Regions from separate parts of the Arabidopsis thaliana genome. Here region 2 is linked to region 1. A link is a contact called in public targeted proximity ligation data. All regions are on one chromosome and are shown on one strand. The core of a region is the stretch at or near the end of the contact, and the rest is flanking DNA. Distances in the headings are between cores, read along the strand shown. Region 1 holds the start of AT4G18465 (RNA helicase family protein). Region 2 holds the start of AT4G18570 (Tetratricopeptide repeat (TPR)-like superfamily protein).

Region 1 (5,334 bases), core at 287-2,786:
TAACCATTCGGTAAGATCAGAACCTGGAATTGAAGAAATTGGACATGGTTTTTGCTTCGATTGTGGCTGAAGATATAATCAGGCGTAGCTCAGGACGACGACGTTGTATCTGAAAATCAATAATAAATAGATGTTGCTGAAAGTACACTAACAATTAAGACTGTGTTTGACTGAGATACCTTTTTTAAGAGACCGAGTAAAATGTCAGTTGAAATAGATCTCTCATGAGCTTCATCTATCATAATAACACTGCACAATGACAAATAAGAAAAGGTTTTACCAACACGATTTACTCATAATCTGAACAGATTATACAGTGCAACAAAATCATTACCTATACTTTGTCAAGAGGGGATCCTCCATCATCTCTCGAATTAGTACCCCATCTGTGAGAAATTTTACACTAGTCACACCCTGTTGTAACCAAGCAAAAGATCTTGTAAGCATCATCAGAATACTCCATACATAAGAAAAAGTAGAAGAGCGTTAAGGAAAGAGTCTGACGGAAGTTGTATGATCTTCAAATCGAATAGTGTAGCCAACTTCCTCCCCAAGATTCACTCCCATTTCCTCGGCCACTCTCGCAGAAACCGCCTAAGCAAATTACAAAACAAAGCATATATGTGATCAAATATAAAAACTTGAGCTGAGATATCACTCTTCAAAGTTCAAACTTGAGTTGTAAGATTTTGTTTAGGGAGAGAAAACAAACCTGGACAGCTAAACGTCTTGGCTGTGTGCAAGCAATAACTCGGCCTCCTTCAGCCCACCCAGCTTCTTTCAGGTACTACAAAATATAATAAACAAAGCTATTGAGCTAAACAAGAAGACCTTGCTATTGATCGAATTGTAGTTTTCTCCAATTCTCCAACTTCCCCAACAGCTATTGAGCTAAATATTGCATGATTTTGCAAGATTTTGAGTAACTTTTATGCCTCTCTCTAGCTACATTGCAAATATATCAGCAAGTTACTATCACAATCCAAATTCGCAAGTCGCAACCTTTGACTCCTATCAAAATTTGCCTACTGGTCTAAGAACCTTGAAATTAGCAAAGCTAGGTGCTTTCCCCAAAAATATTAACGAAGAGCAAAGAATGAAGAAGAAACCTGAGGAATCTGAGTAGTTTTACCACTACCCGTCTCGCCAACGATAATGGTGGTAGCGTGATTCTCCACCAAATACAGAATCTCAGTTCTGTACTTGTACACTGGCAATCTCTGTCTTTGCTTCTCTATATTCGCATACCCATAGCTACAATTTCGACTAAGTTACAATAACAATCATCTGCTGAACAAGTAAGATCAAAGAGAAAGAGAAATTAGCATACCTAGAAGAAGAAGAGGATGCGAGATTGTTGGACATGAACACTATGCCTCCTTCTCCATCCTCTTCGAAACGAGGTTTCTCGGTCCCTGGTTTCCAAAACGCCATCTTTTCTTCGCCCAAGAGCTTTGCCTTCTTCAGTTATTTCAGTTTATGAGAAGGCTTTTTCTCTCTTATGTGCTTTTCGTTGTTAACGCCGATGGCGACACGGTTGCCGGCGATTAACAGGTTCGGGTCTAAATTTTAGGCATTTGGTTTAAATGATTTCGGTTCAATTTAAAAAAATCAATTTGGTTCGGTTTGATATCGGTTATATGTTCACCATTCCTTGGGATTATTTAATAATTAAAAGAAAATGTATCGTCTTGCTTCTTCTTCCCACACTACTCCACCACTCCATAACAAGCTCTCACCTTTTCTCCTCCGCCGTAATCTACGCCACCAAAGTCAACGACTTCACCGTCGGAATTGTCAGATCAGAGCAATGAGAGCTGTAATCCAAAGAGTCTCATCTTCCTCTGTTACGGTGGATGGTCGAATCGTATCGGAGATTGGTCCTGGTCTCTTGGTACTAATTGGAATCCATGAATCAGATACCGAGTCTGACGCTGATTACATGTATGCTTGTACAAAATGATGAATGCTTCCATTTAAATTTTCATTATAAAGTTTGCAGATTCTGAAGTTGAAACATGTTTATAGATGTCGAAAAGTTTTAAACATGAGATTATTCTCTAATGAAACCACTGGCAAAGGATGGGACCAAAATGTAAGTTTTGTTTCAATGAATTTGTTTTTCAAGTTATTTGAAAAAATGGAAATTTTGATGCTGTTTGTTGCAGGTAATGCAGAGGAATTATGGAGTTTTACTTGGTAATGATGCATCTCTTTATTATTCATATACCATTTGATTAGAGAAAGGTTTAGCTTGTGGTTTATGTACTGAGGTTTGTTTTCTTTGCTTGCCCTGGTCTTTGGATCATGTGTGTTAATACAGTTAGTCAATTCACATTATACGGATTCTTGAAAGGTAACAAACCAGATTTTCATGTCGCAATGCCACCTGATAAAGCGAAACCTTTTTACGCCTCTTTAGTTGAGAAATTCCAGAAAGCATATAATCCTGATGCTGTCAAAGGTCAAAACACACTCTCATTGATCTTTTCTTAATCAAAACTTCTCATTTTCTCTAGTCTTCTTGACTAAATTGGTTCTCTTTTTTAAAATACAGATGGTGTGTTTGGAGCTATGATGCAGGTAAGGAGATAACTCCTTTCAATAGCAAGGTTTGATTAGTATCTTGTGTGATTAAAACATGTTCTCTAATCATATTCAAAGGTCAATCTTGTAAACGATGGTCCGGTCACGATGCAGCTCGACTCACCTCAATCCACCAAGTAAGCCAAGATTGTTTTGCATAAACTTATCAGGCATGGATTTGTTACTAAAGCAAGTCTTGATATGTTCCATAAGTGAGAAAAAGGCATCAACAGAATCATAAGATCACTCATTTTGTATTGGCAAAACTATAGAATATATAAATTCATAATTCATTGATCTGTAACTCTTAATTCCTACATTACATTGTAACTTCTTTGCTTCTAATCCAATTGAAGTCTCTAGATTTGTTAAAATCTTGATTCCTAGATGCTTTAAGCTTTTGCCTTGAGTACCATTCCTGCAGTAAACAACACTTCTTTCCCAAACGGTAGAATCTCGATTTTCCTATAACAACCATTAAACTTTCGGTTGGACAAAGGAAAGCGGTATAGTATCTCGATTGCACAAAGAGAAAAAAAACTGAGAGTGAAAGAAACTGCAGCTTACTGATCTACTCGCTTTAGACTAGTAAATGCAGAGATGATACTACTGCATATCTCTGAAATAGAGTCTCCTTCGTGAGGGTCAGAGAATGTAAGCCGAGCCTGACGAATAGTTAAATACATTAGGAGGCCAAAAAAAGCTCTGAGAACGTGAAAGAAGAAACAAAGGTATTATTGTGTTACCAGAAAGGCATGGCCGATGAGGATCTGAACAATGTCAGGTCCTATCTTTTTAGTGATGTTCTTTGGATTTGTGCCATTTGAAAACGTCTTCAAGATCCCATTTAGTGTTTTCGAATCCTCTGCTTGAGGAACAGTTGTTCTTCGGGTACGTACAACAGGCTACAACATGAAAGAAATTTGGTCAGAGAGAGAAATCAGAGAAATAACTATATATTGTACATCATTTGTTGGAGAAGATAATCAGAGAGCGAGAGATCAGAGAATTAACAACAAACCTTAGGAATGTATTTAGTAAGGTATTGGAGAACAATCTCTAGCTTCCATTTAGGATCATCGAAAACCTGATTAAGAAATTTTCACTCAAGAACCACAGAGAGAAGAATTTTACAGACCACAGTGAGTTTCAGAAGTGGTTTGTCTCTTACCTGAAGAAATTTTGACAGCAAGTATCCATCATAAGTCAGCTCGTCGAGAATGATCTCCATTGCAGGGGTCCTGCATCAAATTGGATCACAAACATGGAGAAAACACAATTCAAAAGTGAGGCAGAAACTCATTACCTTACGCCATCTCCTCTAGAGGTAATCCCTTCTAAGTCAGCTTTCTTCTTTGATGTATCAAGCTCCATGATCTAAACAAGGAACAGAAACGTAAGAGCAAAAAGCTCCGAAAATTGAAACACTAATACTCTGGTAACCGAAAACTTACCATTACTAGAAGTTCTTTCATAGCAGTAAGCATGTCCTTGTGCAATTCTACCAAACTGATAGACTTTTCATCAGCATCAATGGATGCACACATTGTTGATAGATAATCTTTCATTAGAAGTTTGAAATTCACTTTTCTTGAAGCCTACAAGCAGAACCATAACATTAAAAATCACAAATAAATTACTATACTAGTTTCTGAGCCATTGATTGTGGGATGTACCAGAAGTAGATTCAGAAAAGATTCCTTTAAGAGACTCCAGTTCATAGTTTCTGGAGCACAAAAGGACACAAAAAGTTCTAAGAATTTCCCCAAACTTAACAAGATAAAGAGAAATCTTAAAACTATGAAGACATAATCTATACCTTCATACACTTGATTTCGGGGTGTGAAATCTAGCTTAAGAACATGAGCAAGATACTTGAACAGAAACATATTTCCAAGGATCTGCAGAAATCCAAACAAAAGAATCAAATAACAACAAGTTGTGTGAAAGTCTACCAATTTTTAAAGCTTATCTGCAACATAACAAATAAATCAACCTTTAAATCTGATTCCTCAGACTCATTAACTCTTTTGTTCATGTTCTGAATCAGCTGTTGCAAAACTGAAATCATAAAACAAACAAAAAATCATATTTAGCAAGAACCAACAAAAAGCTAACTCAAAAAGAGAAGACAAACGTCCTTACATAAGCTTCTCACTGATAAATCCTTTTCATCAGAATCAACATCAGACCCGAAATTAAACGGTGACCAAGCCTGCAAAACAAAACCATAAACAAACACATGAAATCAACCATCCCCACCATAACAAAGAATGAACAAAAACACATCAAAACTTTTGTAACAAGTACCTCGTCAACGATGTCCAACTGATCAGCTGAATCAGATACATAAACCCAAGGAAACCGCTGAAACAAAACATAATCATAATAAGCAAAACACTGAAACCTCATAAAAGTTATTGGACAAATTACACTACCAAAATCTTGCAACAAGTACCTGATGTAATTGAGTCAAAAGCTGGAAACTTGCTGTGATAAGTTCCAATGTTTTACCAAATCTCAATATCCTGAAAATCGCTTGGTACATTTTGCTTCAAAATTAAACAAAACCCAAATCAAAATCAGTACTCTTTTAGAGGTAAAAACTTCAAATTTCTTAGAAAAACAGAGTTTTTTATTTTTTACTTGGTTGGAGGAATTCCATTTTCGGGTACAAGTGAAGCAGCACGAACAGCTTCCAGATACTGCAAACCTAAGGTTTTTCATTCAAAGGATCAATACAATTAA
Region 2 (5,625 bases), core at 532-3,031, 34 kb before region 1:
GAAAATTTGAAAGTTTGATTCATACCAGGTAAGAGAGTTCGTCGTCGAGCCATTTGACGAAAGGAACAACGTCTTCAATGTCTGAAAACGCAGCGTTTCCGACTTCTTTGATCAAGAACCTTATGAAATCTCCTTGCGTTTCTACGTCGGTTTTTATCTGCAATGTTCGGTTTAAAGTTAAATCAAACCGGTTTATGATTTTAAATTTTGAAAGTTACTTGGAAAAGGACGAGGAAAAAGTGGAATGATCAGTCAATTCTCACTGACGCAAGAAAGTCAGAGAAACTAAACCGAAATTTACTGAGCCGGTTAAAGAGAAACTTTTACCGCGAGGAGATAAACCGATCGGTTTTCGATTTCTCCGATCATGTCTCTGGCGTTGGAGTTAGCAAGTATTGCTTCCGCGGCGGCGTTTCCACCGCCGGTGGAATCTCTTCTCGAGTTTGTGGAGTCTCTTCGCATCAACGAGTGATAAAACTCAACCACTTCCGGTACTCTTCTCACTTTCGCCGACGCAATGCTTAAACTCTTCGGCGGCGGTGGTGGAGGAGGCGGAGGAGGAGCTTTGGAAACAGACGGAGGTGGTGGTGGTTGTTGAAGAAGCGGTGGCGGAGGTGGAGGAGGAGGAGGCGGAATCGATTTCTGCGGTGGCGGGTCTGCTCTGTTCTCCGTGGAATCACCTAACGAAATAGACCGTTTCGGCGGTGGTTTAGGGACTCTCGGAACTCTAGATCTGACGGTTGAGAGAGACGATGACTCAGTGAGTTCCTCCGAGTTACTACTCCGTGAATAACTCTCGATCTCGTCTTTCCGATAAATGTCGCCGTCGGCGTCTCCGGATGATGAAATGCTCTTGTTGGTATTCTCTTGATTCGTAATCGGTTCGGGTAAATTCCTCAACGACCCGACCCGTTTTAAACTTCTGATTAGGTTAGATTTCGCCGACACATCCATTAAACCCTGAAACCTCTGAGAAACAGAGAGCGCGTGGTCGTCACTCTCCGACGAAACAAGTTTCCGAAGCTCAACAATCTCCGCCTCCATTTCCTTCTCCCTCGTCTCACACTCTCTCCTCATTTCCTCGCTCCGGTCAAATTCTCGCCGTAATCTCTCGTTGTCCTCCGCTAATCTCGCCGTCTCTTTCCTAAGCTCATCGATTTCGCCGTTCTTATCAGCGATCTGCGATTCAAGCAACGGAATAACAGAAACAGATTCTCTAAGAAGCTTGACCTCGAGATTCTCTGTTTTCAACAGAGCTTCTCTCTCACGAAGCTCCTCGACTTGACGACGAAGCTCAGAAACGACGCCGTTATGAGAAGCAGCAGCAGCAGTGGCGTGAACTTGAGCGGAAGCGCGTGGGAAATAAACACCGAAAGAGCGAGTGAAACCCGGTTTACTAGGATTAATCGGTGGTTTAGTAGTAGCGGAACCGGAAGAAGGTGGTTTAAGTGGAGGAGGAGGAGGAGGAGGAAGAGGTAAAGGAGAAGGCATGTCTTTGGTTTTTTTAGTAGAAGGTGATTTGTGAAAACCCATTGTTACACGAACCTTACCAGCCACCATTGATGAGTGAATGATAAAAGCTCCACCAAGTTTCAGTTTTTTGATTGATTTTCAAAAATGACTTGAGAAGAAAGGAGAGATTTGCATGGAAATTAAAAGCATGTCGTTGTCCGTGCAGTTCTTGAGAGATAGAGAGAGAGAGAGAGAGTGATAGTGATGATTCAAAGTTTGGGCCTTTGGATTAAGAAGAAGATGAGACTACTTGAGAGAGTAATAAAAATATGAAAAGTTTGTAATGTTTTAAAAAATAAATAAAGAATTGGTTAAAAATGCTTTAAGCTTTTTTCGACCGTTGGAAAAATAATCCTACATTTAGCATATGAAATTGAAACTACACTGTGCTTTATTTTATTTTTAAGTACAGTGTTGAGAGAGTGTACACATATAACGAGGAACGTTCTTCTGTTCATTTTAGATTCAAATTTTAAAACCAAAGTAAAGAACACTTTAAGGCTTTGGAGTGCTTTGGTTCTTTTCTTTAGATTACCTTTGTCTTTGACAATTTCAGTTGTGTTCGGAAATGCTGACAATGGTTAGACCATAGAATCATATATAGAAAAATATGAAATCATGAGCAATTATAATTTTTGTTTTATTTTTCGTAAAAATGGCAATAACTCGATTCGAAGAAATTTGTAATAACTCGTTTCCAAAAAAAATGTATGGTAATAAACTGTTATGATAGCTGGGTGATAGAGTTATTGACGATAAGGTTTAAGAATGGTAAATAACAGCATTAGTGACATTAAAATTGTTTCAATGCTAGTTAAGCTGATTTAAATCCCACATTAAATTTGTAACTTTTAATTAGTACTCTTTCTGTTTCACAAAATAAATGACGTTTTCTATTTTAATGTTATTTTTCAAACAAAAATTATAATTTTCCCTTTATTCAAATTTAATAAACTTTGAATATAAGTCATTATCATTTCATTAATCATAGTGTTAGATAGGGGTTTATTTGTATGTTGAATTATTATTTTTATTAATTAGGGTGTATATATGTAATATGTAACATATGTCAAAATGACACTATTCGTAAACCTAATAATATGTTCTCCATCATTCTATATACGTATCATCATCAACTACAATTTGAACAATCTAATAGGTAATATCATAGATGTAGTACTCGAAGCCACTGCATTATAAAAAGTAGTAACGGTATGAGGTGCATTTTAAATTGTGAATATAAGTAACTAATAAGATGATCATTCGATGATTTGAAGATCATGAATTTTTGTTTGTGCGTGTGAAAATTATGATATTTTTAGTGTCACCGAAATTACTTCGAAATTAGTTCAAAAATGGCAATCTTTTAAAGATGTTAATCCCGTTATAAGACTTAAGCCAATAATGTAATAAAACTCGCACATCTAAAATTAAAGTTTGTTAGATACGTACATAAAATGTTAATTAATCAAGTGATATACATATGGACTAAGATATGTAGCCTAACAGTTTGTAATTGTATATGTTGTTTTACCATCAGTATTTAAACTCATAGAACAATTGGAAAGAGAAAGAGCTGTTTTGATGCTGACTTTTTCCCGCATTGCTTTCTCAGCACATCTCATCATGCATATTGCTTTCCCCCTTCTTTTGCGTGTTCATGTGTGTTAAACTTCTTGACGAAAAAAAGGTGTGTTAAACTTCTATTTGTGTTTTGATCAAACACAAATTAATTAACACATCTATTTATATAATAAAAATAAAAAAGTTTGACAAATGACACTACAACTCTCATTTAGTAATTGTAATTAAACTATAAAACAAATCGATGATGAAGTAGAATGACGTGAGATATTGATAATCTAATGAACCTTAATTACAATGCAACTTATTGATTGCAGTCATCATTGAAACTCGAATATGGGTCACTTTATTAAAATTTTGATTGTATTTTTTTTTGTCAACATAAAATGTTTTATTGTTAAATTTGTATTAGACAAAAAAAAAAATAGAAGGTATAAACGTATACGTGGTTTAGTCATTTAGAGGTTTCTTAGATTGATTTATTGAGGAAAAAAACTTAGCTAATTACTATGAAAGTGAAAGGAGAAATTAATGTTGAGCAGCGTCGAAGAAGGGGAAAGAACAGAGAATTGAAAAGAATGTCACATAACCTTGTGGGGGTGAATATATCTATTCATATGTGTGTATATATGTATATGTTTCAATTAATAAAACCCTTAATAATAATATTTTGAAGGTGGTCCTTTTACAAAAAATCAACATCTTGTCTCTTCTATAGTTTGCTGTAACATACAAAATATACACAAATTTATACACATTAACACATGTGTACACATACCTAACTATATCTTATACATAAAGATTGCTTTTCCGATTATGATCCCTTGTGACATGTTTTTGTTTTGAACTTGATTCCATCGTAATAGGGATTAGATTGGATCAGAAGATAAAAATCTAGCAAATTTACTATTTATTTTGTTAAACTTTTGGTCGGTACATTAAATAAGGTTCATTAGTTTTGAAGTTGGTGATGCTGACTTGTCTAGTAACAAAAATGTAATTAGACATATTAAGAGAATTGTTCCTATTTTGAGTATTGCATCTTTGTCTCTCAAAAAAGTGGGCTCTATTGAATTTGTTGGTTAGGTCATGAACACTTGTTGTATGTGTGAATTTATTAATAGGATTTGTGTTGGGGACTCTTAGCCATATTTGAGGTGTTAAAGGGAGCTTTCTCTTCCCACATGCTTTTGTTTTGTTTATTCTTCTAAGTTCTAAGCAGAACGATAAAATGAAATGGTATCCATATCTATCTATAAGCCATCAGTCATTAATGTACCAACCCTATTAATCTAATAGCCAAATCTTCATTTCAAGTTTTGGACTATACTTTTTAACTCTATTTTTGTTGTTGTTTGCTATAGATAAACGTTTAGCTTTTAAATATTTTATATATTAGTCATTTCGACAAACCCTATCGGTGAAGGTATTACACAATCTCTGTGTGCATCTACAGTTACACGTCTCTGTATGTGACCGTTCGTTTTTGTGGAGACAGTAGTGAAATGGAGCCTCGTGTAGCCACCATGCATTGGACTCAGGACCATTTTCACTAAAATGTTCATACTTTAACATTAGCAATTATTACGTACTGTTGTACATTTGGATTTCTGCAGCTGTACAATCATATGTACCATGTACAACAAATTATCAAAAATTTCACCGAATATTGTGGCGGTCAAATTGAGAATCATCTAATCTTTGTGTAAGAGAGGCGTATGAACAAGTACATGAGAAATTAGGCCTATATGGACGAAAGATGTACTCTTCAAGCCCATTTTGTAAAAAGGCCTATCTTCATGGTTTAGTTTGAACATAAAGGATTTAGTACCCAATAAAATATGTAAATCTGCAGATTAGTGTATCGAACAATTTATTATTTAATTTTACCCACTAATCCGCTATATTTAATCATCTAGATTTGTTTCACAGCTTTTATATGCATAACGTGATATAATAAATGCAGGGTTGTAATTAGTAGACCTCCATTGGTTACGAAGCGTCCACTACTAAGAAAATACTAATTAAAAACAAAATAATCTATATTTGTGATCTGAAAATGAAATCATGTAATGTATCAATATGTGGGTTTTATAGTTGGTAAACACATAAATGACATGACCGTCAATTTCGGAGCTATACCTGGCTCATTATCGACTATATTATCTGAGATAATGTTAAATTATTTGTATAAATTTTGTTGCAAATCACTTTTAATGGTTTTCTATAACAAAAACGAATATATGATATTATTCCAAAGAAGATAAAGCTGTATCGACCTATCCAAACATATAGTATTACGTTAGATAGCTTGCTCCACGTTTACAAGCAATTGACAATTACTCAATTAGTGACATGACCACACTATAATGCTTTCACGTAACATGATGATTCAATCTCATAGCAATATACATTAATGTTTTTATATGGACTATTTTTAAAGTACATATGCTCGATTCGTAATTTCATTCGAATTTTGACTTTACGGTTTAACAAAATATAGGAATAATCAAATTTAAAATAATCCTA

What was found.
Region 2: a contact with region 1 is called in a targeted proximity ligation map of shoot, with 10 read pairs. A contact is called at or near these places in 2 of 26 Hi-C or Micro-C datasets (root and seedling) and 1 of 2 datasets of targeted methods (shoot).

The regions. Positions count from the first base shown.
Region 1 is chr4:10,193,156-10,198,489 of TAIR10.1, reverse strand. AT4G18465 (RNA helicase family protein) reads right to left here and starts at 1,536. Exons shown (of 23, transcript NM_117961.3): 1 at 1,331-1,536; 2 at 1,110-1,254; 3 at 713-787; 4 at 505-594; 5 at 335-414; 6 at 180-249; 7 at 24-109. The coding sequence starts at 1,434. AT4G18460 (D-Tyr-tRNA(Tyr) deacylase family protein) reads left to right here and starts at 1,691. Exons shown (of 6, transcript NM_117960.4): 1 at 1,691-1,944; 2 at 2,029-2,095; 3 at 2,169-2,199; 4 at 2,324-2,464; 5 at 2,558-2,583; 6 at 2,665-2,953. The coding sequence starts at 1,811. The coding sequence ends at 2,727. It overlaps SNI1 (negative regulator of systemic acquired resistance (SNI1)), which reads right to left. Exons shown (of 15, transcript NM_117959.1): 2 at 5,233-5,299; 3 at 5,045-5,138; 4 at 4,897-4,953; 5 at 4,732-4,801; 6 at 4,583-4,647; 7 at 4,406-4,487; 8 at 4,263-4,312; 9 at 4,041-4,184; 10 at 3,893-3,963; 11 at 3,758-3,827; 12 at 3,608-3,673; 13 at 3,333-3,491; 14 at 3,154-3,251; 15 at 2,828-3,051. The coding sequence ends at 2,979.
Region 2 is chr4:10,227,374-10,232,998 of TAIR10.1, reverse strand. It overlaps AT4G18570 (Tetratricopeptide repeat (TPR)-like superfamily protein), which reads right to left and starts at 1,781. Exons shown (of 6, transcript NM_117970.3): 1 at 328-1,781; 2 at 26-157. The coding sequence starts at 1,560. It overlaps AT4G06825 (a long non-coding RNA gene), which reads right to left and starts at 4,862. Exons shown (of 1, transcript NR_142041.1): 1 at 4,514-4,862.